2 separate regions of the Hordeum vulgare genome follow, and region 1 is linked to region 2. Evidence: chromatin contacts called from public Hi-C data. All regions are on one chromosome and are shown on one strand. The core of a region is the stretch at or near the end of the contact, and the rest is flanking DNA. Distances in the headings are between cores, read along the strand shown.

Evidence for each region. A called contact is a pair of places that touch in the nucleus more often than the background predicts.
Region 1: a contact with region 2 is called in a Hi-C map of seedling, with 4 times the contacts expected there. The contact joins the enhancer-like site here to the promoter of LOC123446576 in region 2. A contact is called at or near these places in 2 of 6 Hi-C or Micro-C datasets (leaf and seedling).

Annotation. Positions count from the first base shown.
Region 1 is chr4H:441,159,941-441,165,799 of MorexV3_pseudomolecules_assembly, reverse strand. No RefSeq gene overlaps it. Among protein-coding and RNA genes, the nearest start is that of LOC123450598, 120 kb to the left of the region's middle. Within about 2 kb of position 3,684, at least 3 of the 3 cell types and tissues checked have open chromatin away from gene starts, as enhancers often do. A contact at or near this core is called in leaf and seedling, where this site is marked.
Region 2 is chr4H:440,930,646-440,935,961 of MorexV3_pseudomolecules_assembly, reverse strand. LOC123446576 (senescence associated gene 20-like) reads right to left here and starts at 2,388. Exons shown (of 1, transcript XM_045123152.1): 1 at 1,393-2,388. The coding sequence starts at 2,061. The coding sequence ends at 1,645.

The DNA of each region.
Region 1 (5,859 bases), core at 2,435-4,934, 230 kb before region 2:
ATTAATTGAGGTATGCTCGTGATATAGATAATATATTTGTAAGTGCAACCTTGCACCTGGAGTTGTTTTCTTATTTAACCGTGCTATACATATATACATGTTTGTTCTTTTTGGGTATAGAGCTAGCTAGAAATAAGCAAGTATTTCCTTCATGTGGATGTTTGGTTCTTATTATAATTTTTCCTTGCATACATGGATTGCATGTGTGAAATTTATTTTGAGAAAAACAAGGGAAACCTCTAGGTGTAAAGTAATATTACACATATGAGACTAGAGGATCTTCCTCTGCTTAGATTGATAGCATCTTAGGAACATATAAAAGTCTGTGAGAACCTCACTACCGAGATAAAAGTCTGTAGTTTTCTCTATGAGATAAGCATCATATTGAAAAGGAAAAAATATGTACATGTATGTAGTTCTATTCATTTCTAACATCCTGTCGTATAGATAATTATAGTTTGTTGATTGTATCCATGTTTTGACGTACCTTTGGTCTGACCTAAAAGAAAGGTTTCATTGTTGCTTGATGTAGTCGTTTATGATCTCCTAAACTTACACAAAATTCTTTAATTTATCGAGCTAACTATCATTTCCACATTTAAGGGGGTGTTATATAGGTTGTCTATGGATTATATTGTAGAGCATCTCCTAGTTACTCCCATAGCTTATCTAAGATTGTTGTTATTGCTTCAGGGTTCATATCATCTAAGATTGTTGTTATTGCTTCAGGGTTCATATCATCATTGTACAAAACATTAAAGTTTTTCAGAGCCCACAATTTTGTCTTTTTTTGCTGAGAGCTTCTCACATGTCCAAATCATCTCAAATTTAGCACGAACATCGCTCATTCATGCATCTTTCACCAAAACAAATTCGGAAATTTTCGAACTATTTTTCTATCTTTTACGATTTTAATGTTCATGCCCGGGCTCGGATTCTTATTATCTTGCTGCTCCTTGGAGTTGTGCAAAGATCTAGAAATTGATGGTTGTTTCAACTTCGTTTTGTTGTTGCCCTGTGTTAACTCATCACATAATCTTATTTTGTTGCCGCTGCGTGTGTTAACTTATTACGTAATTTTCTTGACATGCGTCTTCTTTTCTACCATTACACACATATACACTAGTTTGTAATATCAATATAGATAGATGATTCATCAGACTATTAAAGAGTTTGTATCGGACTAAAATCGATGATGCGTGAGACCATCAAATCGAAAGGAGGATAATCTATTACTTCAAGCATTTACATGATAGCTTGATTCTATGTGTACTATGTAATATGAAGAAAAAATGTGTAGTTTGATTCAGTGTCATGCTTTACCATTTAATGATCTCGAGCAACATTGCACGAGCCGGTTGTGCAATAAAGTATTTGTTTACTTTTTATTTAAGCAAGCCACCTTGTTGTATATCTTCTATTTTTGGATTTTCGTACTCAAGAGCAACTTAGAAGTTTGAACAAATGCTACTATGATAATATTTGTTGAAACATATGAGTGATTTTGCAGGGTCAAATGGCAAAAAGTATCAAGTCGTAGATGTTATGGCTTATGTTCATGGCATGCATGGTCGACCTATTTTCATCATATGGAAGTTGTTGTTGGTTCGATGAATAAAGACTTGGACTGTTCCATAGTGATTTGTATAGTGACCGAACATGAGTCTCTTATGAACTTATCCAATATTGTGTAATTGGGTATAGCTTGTATGTTGCCCTATGTATTTCCTTAGTGGTTGTAGCTAACTTGAGTGAAGATAACTAATGAATCTTCTATATGTTGCATATAAATGTATTGATCAATGGTGTCTTGTGGTGAATACAAGAGTGCAATTCTTTGTATATGTATTCCGTATTGAACATGAGTTGAATATCATGAATGCAATTTCATTCAAAATATGATACATTTGCATTTTTGCTGAAATGTAGGACCCTTGCAATAAATGTGTCGGCAAACGTATTGGACGTCACACTATGTGTAAGTATAGTGCACGAACACACAAACTGTCGGCGTAGCAATGGATGTCACACGATTTGCCAGCATAGCACACTGTCTGATGATCTGTCGGCACAACTTAGTCTGTCGGTGTATAAATGTCTGTTGGCATAGATCTCACCAATGTTGTTATACTTTTTTGTCAGTATGATTATATTTGTCGGTAAAGACCTTTTCCGACAGAACCTGTCGGAAAAGGTCTTTGCCGACACAAAGTGTGTCGCCTTAGGTGACTTATGCCGACAGATTGTTTGACGCTGTTTTGAGTGTCGAGGTGTAGTGCATGTAAAATGAAAATTAACTATCATGAGGAATGAGGAGCTCCTTACACGTATGGTGACTAATATATTTGGAATATTTTTTTTTATTACACACCCTATGTACGTGGTTGGAAAGAGTAACGAGCTATGCACGCACACAATTACTACTAGTGGTGTTAAAAAACGATTTTTTCTCATTCTTGTAAACTTTCATGTGTACAACTAGGTGTTAATTTTCTTCACCACTTTTTATTATGTTAAAAAACAGATAAAAACAGAAGATACACTGATCATACAAACTTACACATATCCCTTTTTATTTATTTATTGAGAACAGATTCCAGTTTTGTTACCATAACGTAGCACTGTGCTTTTTCTTCATCTGCGGGAACTCAACAGTGGCAAAGTTTTCTTCGACCGGCAGAAGTTGATCCGGCGATCAAACTAGCATTTGGTTACCACACCCTAACGGACACCAGTGTAACAGAAAGGGGACGAATCGATTCTGTAGATGAAATCTCTCCAGATGATGACTAACTAATGACTAATAAGCACGCAGAGCTAATGTGCAATTGATAGAGTCTGGATACATATAAAAAAAAAAGAGTCTTAATAGACTAAGAGACGACGTATGCTTCACCTTTTGTCGAACGCATATATGCTCCAACTGGTCAGCGAGGAACCGCGGAAAGGCGTGAAATGACGCGATCCATGCGTGCAGATAAGCAACGGGTGTTCAACTAGTATTTATAATCTCTTGATGAGCAGTGGATCACTTGCCGCCGCGTACGGCGTAGAGGCAAATATGCTCCGTTTCCACCAGAAATGTTCGAGCACCGACCGGATGTCACTCCATTTTATTTTTTGAAACAAGAATGTCACTCCATTTTACACGTCAGGTGAATATGGTTTATAAGTACATTTTTGTTCTAAACTTCTTCTTTTGCTCCCTCGTGTTTATCGTTCTCGCTTGACAAAAGGGCGTCAAATTATGTATGCATAGCGGTTAACCTATCTACTTATCCAAGAACATATCCGGCACTAGCAAGCACAGAAATTCCAGCAAGCATATATGCGCCGGGTTATCCTAATTCACAACCTAGGCCGAACTGTGGAAATTCCTTGGTGAGGGATGCGGTGAGACGTCAGACGGACCTTTTTGCCGCAAAAGAAAAGTCGTTGGTGGCTTCGTTGCAAGTTCGGTTTTCGGTTGAAAAGTTTGTTCGAATTTGGCGCTACGCTTGCATTCCGCGCAAGAAAAGAAAAGAAACCCGAGCGGAACCATCGGGGAACCGGCGGACAGTTCCCTGGAGAAGCTGATTCGCTGTCGGTGTCGTGTGGTGAGCGGCGAGAGCACGGCCGAACGATGACAAAGCCGCTGAATTCCTGTTGGATGATGCTGGGAATTTGGGCCCCTGTCCTCAGATTTGGTGCCACCAACCAACCAACGTCAATTCAGTTGGAGCTTTGCCGTGATGAACAATCTTCAGGCCCATTGTTAAGCCGTGCTCCAAGTAGTAGTACGTACGCCGATGTGGCTGGCTGATCAGGACAGCAGGTTGCGTTTGGGTGTGTCCACTCTGGGCGGGCATCTGTTTTGGATACCGTGGCTAAAACAATTGCAACAAGACCATACAAATACAGTACTCAAGGACAGGAGCCGCACTTGGCTTTACAGCTGTTAATTGCAGAGGTCGTTTCGTCAAATCGTTGTCGTCTCAAGGACAGGAGAGGCAGAGTATGGAGCCTGTCCTGAAAGTTTTCGCACGGCGGCCAGAAAGATGGGAGATTATTCTACTTGTCCTCTTGCAGTATCGGAATCAAAAGCCGCAGCCTGATTCCGTTTCGAAAGAAGAAAAAAAGCCGCAGCCTGATTGGCTCCACGAACCATATAACGAGCGAGTGACAGACAGACGGTGTATGCTGATTTTGATTTGATGATGGGCCTATTGCTGCTTTCCCTCGTAAGTCGTACTACTACTACTATTGTCATTTCTAACCGTTTTGAGCAAGCTGGATCGCTCAAGAAGTCAAGAGTTGCAGAATTCGTGATGCATGTTGGAACTGGCGAAATATATAAGATCGTTCGAGAGAGTCCGAGACAGAAGCGACAGGGGAAGGGGATAACCAATGTGCCTAAGTACTGTGCTACTCCCTTCGTTCTTAAATATAAGACCTTGTAGAGATTGCACTATGAACTATATACGGATGTATATAGACATATTTTAAAATATAGATTTACTCATTTTGTTTCGTATGAAGTCTATAATGAAATTTGTATAAGGTCTTATATTTAGGAATGGAGGGAGTAGTACGTATTTGATGGTGAGTAGTCTACGTAACGGCCGGGAGGCGAGGCAGCATGGACGGGCAATGGTTGGACACTCGACACGGCGATACACAGGCACCACGGCCACAGTTCCTCTCGTCAGTCACCCACTGTGCCACCCTACAGTGCTCTATCTTTCTGCCACCGCTGGAACAGTGCCTTGATACGTAGCATAGCATACGTAGCTACTCCTACTTGCTTATCTTGAGCAACAATAATGGGCGTTGCCTGCTTCATGATATGGTGCCCTCGCTCGGGCCTGCACGTACGTGCTGTTACTGGCTCACTGCTCAGCAATTGCCCTCTTTTTACTGGCTACAAGTACCAGTAGTAGCCCTTGATAGACAAAACTCTTTGTGCACATACTCTATGACCCTATTTGGATCCATGAGTTAGAGTTAGAGTTGGTTAGATTGGACCAATCTAACCCCTAAACATCCAAACAGGAAGGTTAGAGTTGGTTACATGCATCTAACCCATCCAAAAAAGCTAACCCACCTAAGAGATACTTATTTGGGTTAGAGTTGGGTTGGGCCCATAAAAAGTTACTTTTCTCTCTACCTCCACCACACCAAATCATTGATAAAGGAGTCAAATGATTGGAAAAGGTGCATTTATTGACAATCTAACCCTTTCATCCAAACACCTCTTTGGTTAGAGTTAGTTTAGGGTTAGTCCAGGGTTAGAATCTAACTCTAACCTCTAACCGAGTTAGAGTATCCAAACAGGGCCTATGATTGAAACTGATGGAGCGCATACGGTGGCTAGGACAGGTGTCAAGGCTCAGCAGCACAAATCATTGTGCCTAGCTCTAGTCGAGAAGCTGGATGCTACGTGTCTCCTATCTGCGAGTTATCCCGGTATGTCTGAGTTTTTCCTTTTCTTGAAACAACACATTGTATTCCATTACGCCAAAGGGCAAAATAGTTGGAGCAGTGCTACACGTACAGGAATTTTACACGAGTTTTACGGGCTGAGCTAAGGTGGAATGTATTGATTGGTGATCAAGATAAAGCGGGCCCCACCCCAAGAATCAGGGGAGGAGATTAGTGAGGAGAAAGACCAGTCCGTAAAACTCCTGTAAAAAGTTTCCGTACATGTAGCATTTTTGAAATAGTTGCTACTCCCATTCTTGGGGTACTTGTAGTACGCCAAGTTCAAAAAGAAAATTCTTAAATGTTTATAAAAAATATGAATGTTCACAAGAAATGTGGCTACAACCCCTAGAAATTGTAGGTCCAAACTCGAAATGTACACTGAGAAACAAAAATGTC
Region 2 (5,316 bases), core at 1,139-3,638:
GAGGCAAGATTAGATGTTCTGCTGAATTTTTCAGTAACAGTACCATCCAACTGGAATGAAAGTGAGTGCTGAAAATTAACGTTCCAGCGTCATACAGTACTAGTAGCCTGCGATCGCGTGGGAGCGCTTGAACTGAACTGCTGCTTCACAGCTTTGGCTTAGCCTGAAAGGAGAACGATGAGGCGACCAAGTACGTACATCGATTATTTATCTGCACAAACTGATTTCATTTTGGTCAAATCGTAATAACTTGTGTTTGAACAGTATAGACAATAATGTAGAGCTACTGATTAATTAATAATTAGGGTGGTCCAGTTGACCATACATAAGAAACCACAAAAAAAAATCTTAAAAAAAGAACCCCACAAAAATCAGATGCCAGCCACAAGTATACAAGTATACCTAATAAAAGCGCATGCATACCGACGTCGACTCCGAAAGGCAAGTTCGCTGGTTCGTGGGTACTGCTTCTCCGGCTCGCCGTTAAAATTTCAGCGGCTAATAATTCAGATAGGTACATGCATATGAGTGTGAAAGTTCAGTCGAACAGGGCACATGTTTCAGACCTCCAGTTCCAGAATGCCCATCGATCTCATCTCATTGCCGAGAGAACAGCTACCATATCAGATTATGTGATGGCATGCTGTCACGCACATCACACAGCCGAAGATCAAAAAGCTTATGTGCGTCTGGTGTGGCCAGTGAAATCCTGAACTTTTCTCAGATGAAGTAAAGTATAACTTGTTGGATTTTCTTAAGTCTGCTCCTTTATACTAAAGGTGCTGAAAGCCTGAAGTGCTCTCCAACAGCAAGTTCAGATGCCCCAGTTTGCAAGCAAAGGCAAGGCCCCAGGAAAAGAAAAGAAGAAGATCCAAAACGAAAACCCAGACGTTTTTTTTTTTTTTGTGGGTCAACCACCTTTTACACGTCAGAAATAATTGGAAACGGACAGTTCAGTTGGAAAAGAAAAGAGGAAATTCCAGACTTGTTGTGTTCCTCAAGTGCCATCGGGAATCCAGCAAACTTCACATCAAGGATTTGTTTGGTGTGTGCTACGTTGAAAGCAACACCCTGAACTTTTCCCGCCGGGATGCGGGAGACTTTCCGTTACTCTGGTATGAATCTCTGCATCCGTGTACTCGGTTTATCCAGACTTTTGTTTTCGTGCATGCTTTGATTTGTCCCCAACGTATGCATTTTTTGCCAAGAATACATGAGAGGTGCCACTCTTACGGAAACAACAATTGCTGACTCAATTAGTTTTCAATCTGTGGTGAAATAAAATTAAACAGGAGTCACTCGCTTCATTTGAAGACCGGACCGGTCACTCATGGCACCAAGGAAACAGGAAAGACAGAAAAAAAGAAATGGAGGTGACTCATCACACATTGCTTAAGGGTCCAATACATTATACTTTTATTCAGCCGCAATAGCAAGCCATTGCCGCAGTAGTAGTACACATCATAATCCATGATTTAGACCAAATAAATCACACTGGTAATCAAGCACGCAAAGCGATAGTGGTTGTGGTGGAAGTGTGGGATCCCTGATTACTCTACTCGCACGCAGGTCGCAGGCAGTTGAGTTCAGCAGCCCATACGCCAAGACCTTAACTTGCAGCTTACTCAATGGTAGGCTCTGTTCTTAGATGGCGAGGACGAGGCCCGGCAGCGACTTGCGCGCGCGGTCGGTGCGGCGGCTCTGCCACAAGCACTTGGGCCACTTGGGTGTGTGCGCCGGCGAGGAGAGGCCCGAGGACGTAGACGAGGAGGGGGAGGAAGAGGTAGAAGAAGATGAGGAGTGGGTAGGAGAGCTCGCGCTGGCGTTCTTGGTGGCCGCCGCGGCGGAGAGGCGTGTGACGGTGAGGTCGGTGTTGAAGTACTCCCTGAGCTGGGTGATCACCCCATCGGGCCCGACGGTCCAGGCGTGCACCCAGTAGAGGAGCTGGCCGGCGCCGTCGGCGCTCCCCTCGGCGACGACGGTGGAGCCGAAGGCGTCGACGGAGCGAGGGCAGAACCTGAACTCGTCGTTGGTGCCGGCGCCGGTGAGGAGGCGCATCATGTGCTGGTGCGCGGGCGGGCCATGGAACCACCACTCGAGGTCCGGGGCCAGCAGGTCCTGCGCCCGGCGCGCGTCGCGGGCGTTGAGCGCCTCGTAGAGGCGCAGCACGAGGAACTTGCCGCGCTGCTCCTCCGTCTCCCCACCGCCGGCCAGCTCCGCGTCCGTGTCGTGCGGCGCCGGCGCCGCCGCGTGGGGCTGCTGATGGTTAGCCAGCTCCTGCCGCGAAGCCCCCGCGTAGGCTCCGGTCTCCGCCGCTTCAAGAAGAGGAAGAAGCCTGTTGAGAAGCGAGGCGATGGATTGTGATTGAGAGCTTGGAGGTGGAAGCGGGAGAGAGGGGTGAAGGGTTTAGCGGCGCGCGGAGCAGCTTTTATAGGCCGCGCGCGCTGCTACTGCTAGCCTATCCTGGGGCGCGTTTTTGAAGCGTGGCTATTAGCGACTCTCTGTCATGCTAACTTCTGTCGTCGTGGCCAAGTTTTAGGAACCGTAACATGCGTGGTTTTTTTCCGGCTTAGTGCAAGATAGGGTGCAAACGCTAGCTGCGTGAAGTCCGTGTCTGGGTGCGATGGAGTACTTCATTGTGGAGTCCAGACTCCAGAGGACCATTGGACAAGACTGCAATAGTTGGCCAGTTGTAATCCATTATCCATAATGTTGTACAACAACCACTGTTGCGTAACAATCTGCGGGTACAAGCTTCGACGGTGGAGAAATAACAAAATAAAATGGTGAGCCTTGCTTGCTGCCTTGAAAGAAAACAAAATCACCGCGCACAAAATGCAAACAAATACTCCGTGAGCCGTCACTTGTCAGAAGGCAGAGGCCCCGCCTCCGGGGCGGTGAACTTCGTGGTAGCTGTCGCTCGCTCGGTAGCCACGAGCAGAGGTCGGTGTCTCAGGGAAGGACCGAGGAAAGTGATCCTTTTTCGAAGGATGGGTGATCGCTCGCGCGCGTGTCCTGTGTCTGGTAGTACCGTGCGCGCGGCACCATTTGCACCCATCAGTCCGATCCGATCCGATCCGATCCGATCCAATCCAATCCCTGCGCTTGCATCTTGAGTAGGGGGTATACGCACGCACGTACGCTCTGGCATGCATGCATGATACGTACTGTACTACGGCATGGCACAGTAGGAGCAGTACAATACTCGCAATAATGCGGCGTCTTTTAGGCAGCATGGTTTGTCGTCTGCCGGGGGCGTGGCAATCGGGGGAGGCCCGGGCAGAGACGTCAGTCGCCACCGGACTGGCCGAGAGCACGTACCGGCAGTATCACCGCACCAGGGAATAATGAATTCTGTTGGAGGAAAGGAGGAGGAGCAAAAGAGTATTAAAAGCACCGAGTTCGATACATTGGTTGGTTGGTGCGTGCTCATGATGCAGCAAAATCTTCAGGCTTTGTTTGGTAGAAGTGAATTTGGGAGGTTTGAAGAGGAGGGGATTTAAGGAGATTTGGTGAATCCCTTTCTTTCACCCAATTCTTTTAAACCTTTGGGGTTTTGCTTCCATCAGTCTCTGAAAAAGATCCTGAAACACATTAATAGAAAGGGATTAAAGGGAAACGGAAGGGATTCGGTTAAGCAAACCCCTCTTATCAAATAAACGTCCGAGGTTTTGTGGGGTTTTTGACCCTTTCAAGGATTTTCCTCTCAAAACCTGTTAAATCTCTTCGTGCCAAACGAGGCCTCAGGCGGAGAATGGGTATACTACAACTCCAGTTAGACGAGCACCACGTCTGGGCATGCATGGATAGCTCTCGGAGCATTTGCTTACAGCCAAATGTACAAACAGTAGTCAAAGTAGTTCTTTGACTGTTCTTCCTCTTCTTACCACGCAAGTAGCCAAGTAGACATCCATCTCAGCGTGGCAGTAGCACAAATCAAACCACCCACTAGCCCGCTTTCGTTCTTTGCTTACCTTTGGCCTTTCACCTCGCCAGCGCTCACCTTCACCGTGTCCGTGTGGATAATCAACATGATCTGATCTGGACTCTAATTTGCCACGTCAACTCTGCTCTTGTACTGATAAAAATATTTTTTTAAACAAGGTACTGATATAGATATTTGGGTATCAAAACCATCTACAAAGACTAGATAAATTCGGCCTCCTATATATCCGAGAACGCATTTGGATATTTCGTTCCCCCGTTCATATATCTTAAGTTCGGACTCTTAAATCCATGCAAAATCATGCGCGTCGATCACACAAACCATTATCGCATATAAATAACAAATGTTGGCATCGAATATAAATAGCGTTGACATAAAATTTATTTTAAATGTACAATCAAACATCCGTTCTTTGGTTTTCATAGTAAAGATGTTCGTGCGTTGCAACGAAGAAAAATGCATGGATAGCTCTCGGAGCATTTGCTTACACTACTCATAATAGAGAGTAACATAGTACTCTACTTCCTCCGTCACGGTTTAGAGAATGTTTGGATACGTTTTAGTCTCATGACTAAAAGTAGTGGGACTAAAACTTGTTAGCCTCACCCATGCTTGGATCCAAATACTAAAGAAACTAAAATCAAATAAATGAGCATTTATTATCCTTCAAACCCTCCAATCAAAAACTCGCATGTGTTAAAAGAGAGGAGTTAAATGAGGAGAGAGAGAGGACTAATCCACATTTTAGTAGGGGTACCACTGACTAAAAGATTTTAGCCTCAAGACTAGTTTTAGCCTCTTTTTAGTCAGGGGTGCTTGAAACTTATTTTTAGTCAGACTAGTGTTAGTCCCTTGGATCCAAGCACCCTCTTAGAAGGCACGGTTAAACTTACATGCGTTTTCAAAATAGATAAAATTTAAGGCACGAAAGCAATTACTCTTATTAATTAGTACTAGTACTACTTATGCATACGCCCTTCCAATTTGCTGCTCACGCATTAGTACTACTAGTATTTTCTCAGTTGATTAGGCGCATTAGCATCTACACCTGCTACATCTCACAACCAATAGGTGACTACCTTGGTTCCAGAGATTTTCCAAGCGTGTCTTCTAAACCGTGATGGAGGGAGTAACATACATACTCCCTCCGTCCGGTAATAAGTGTACTTTTTTTCTTTTCGGCCAGTCAAACTAGTTAAACTTTGACTAACTTTATTAAAAAAGTGCTAACATTTATGACATTAAATTAGTATCAATAGATTTGTCTTTACGTGACGTTTCTAAATATATCATTTTCATGCCATATATGTTGCTATTTTCTATAAAGTTGGTCAAATTTTAAAAAGTTTGACTAAGTACTAATCTATATG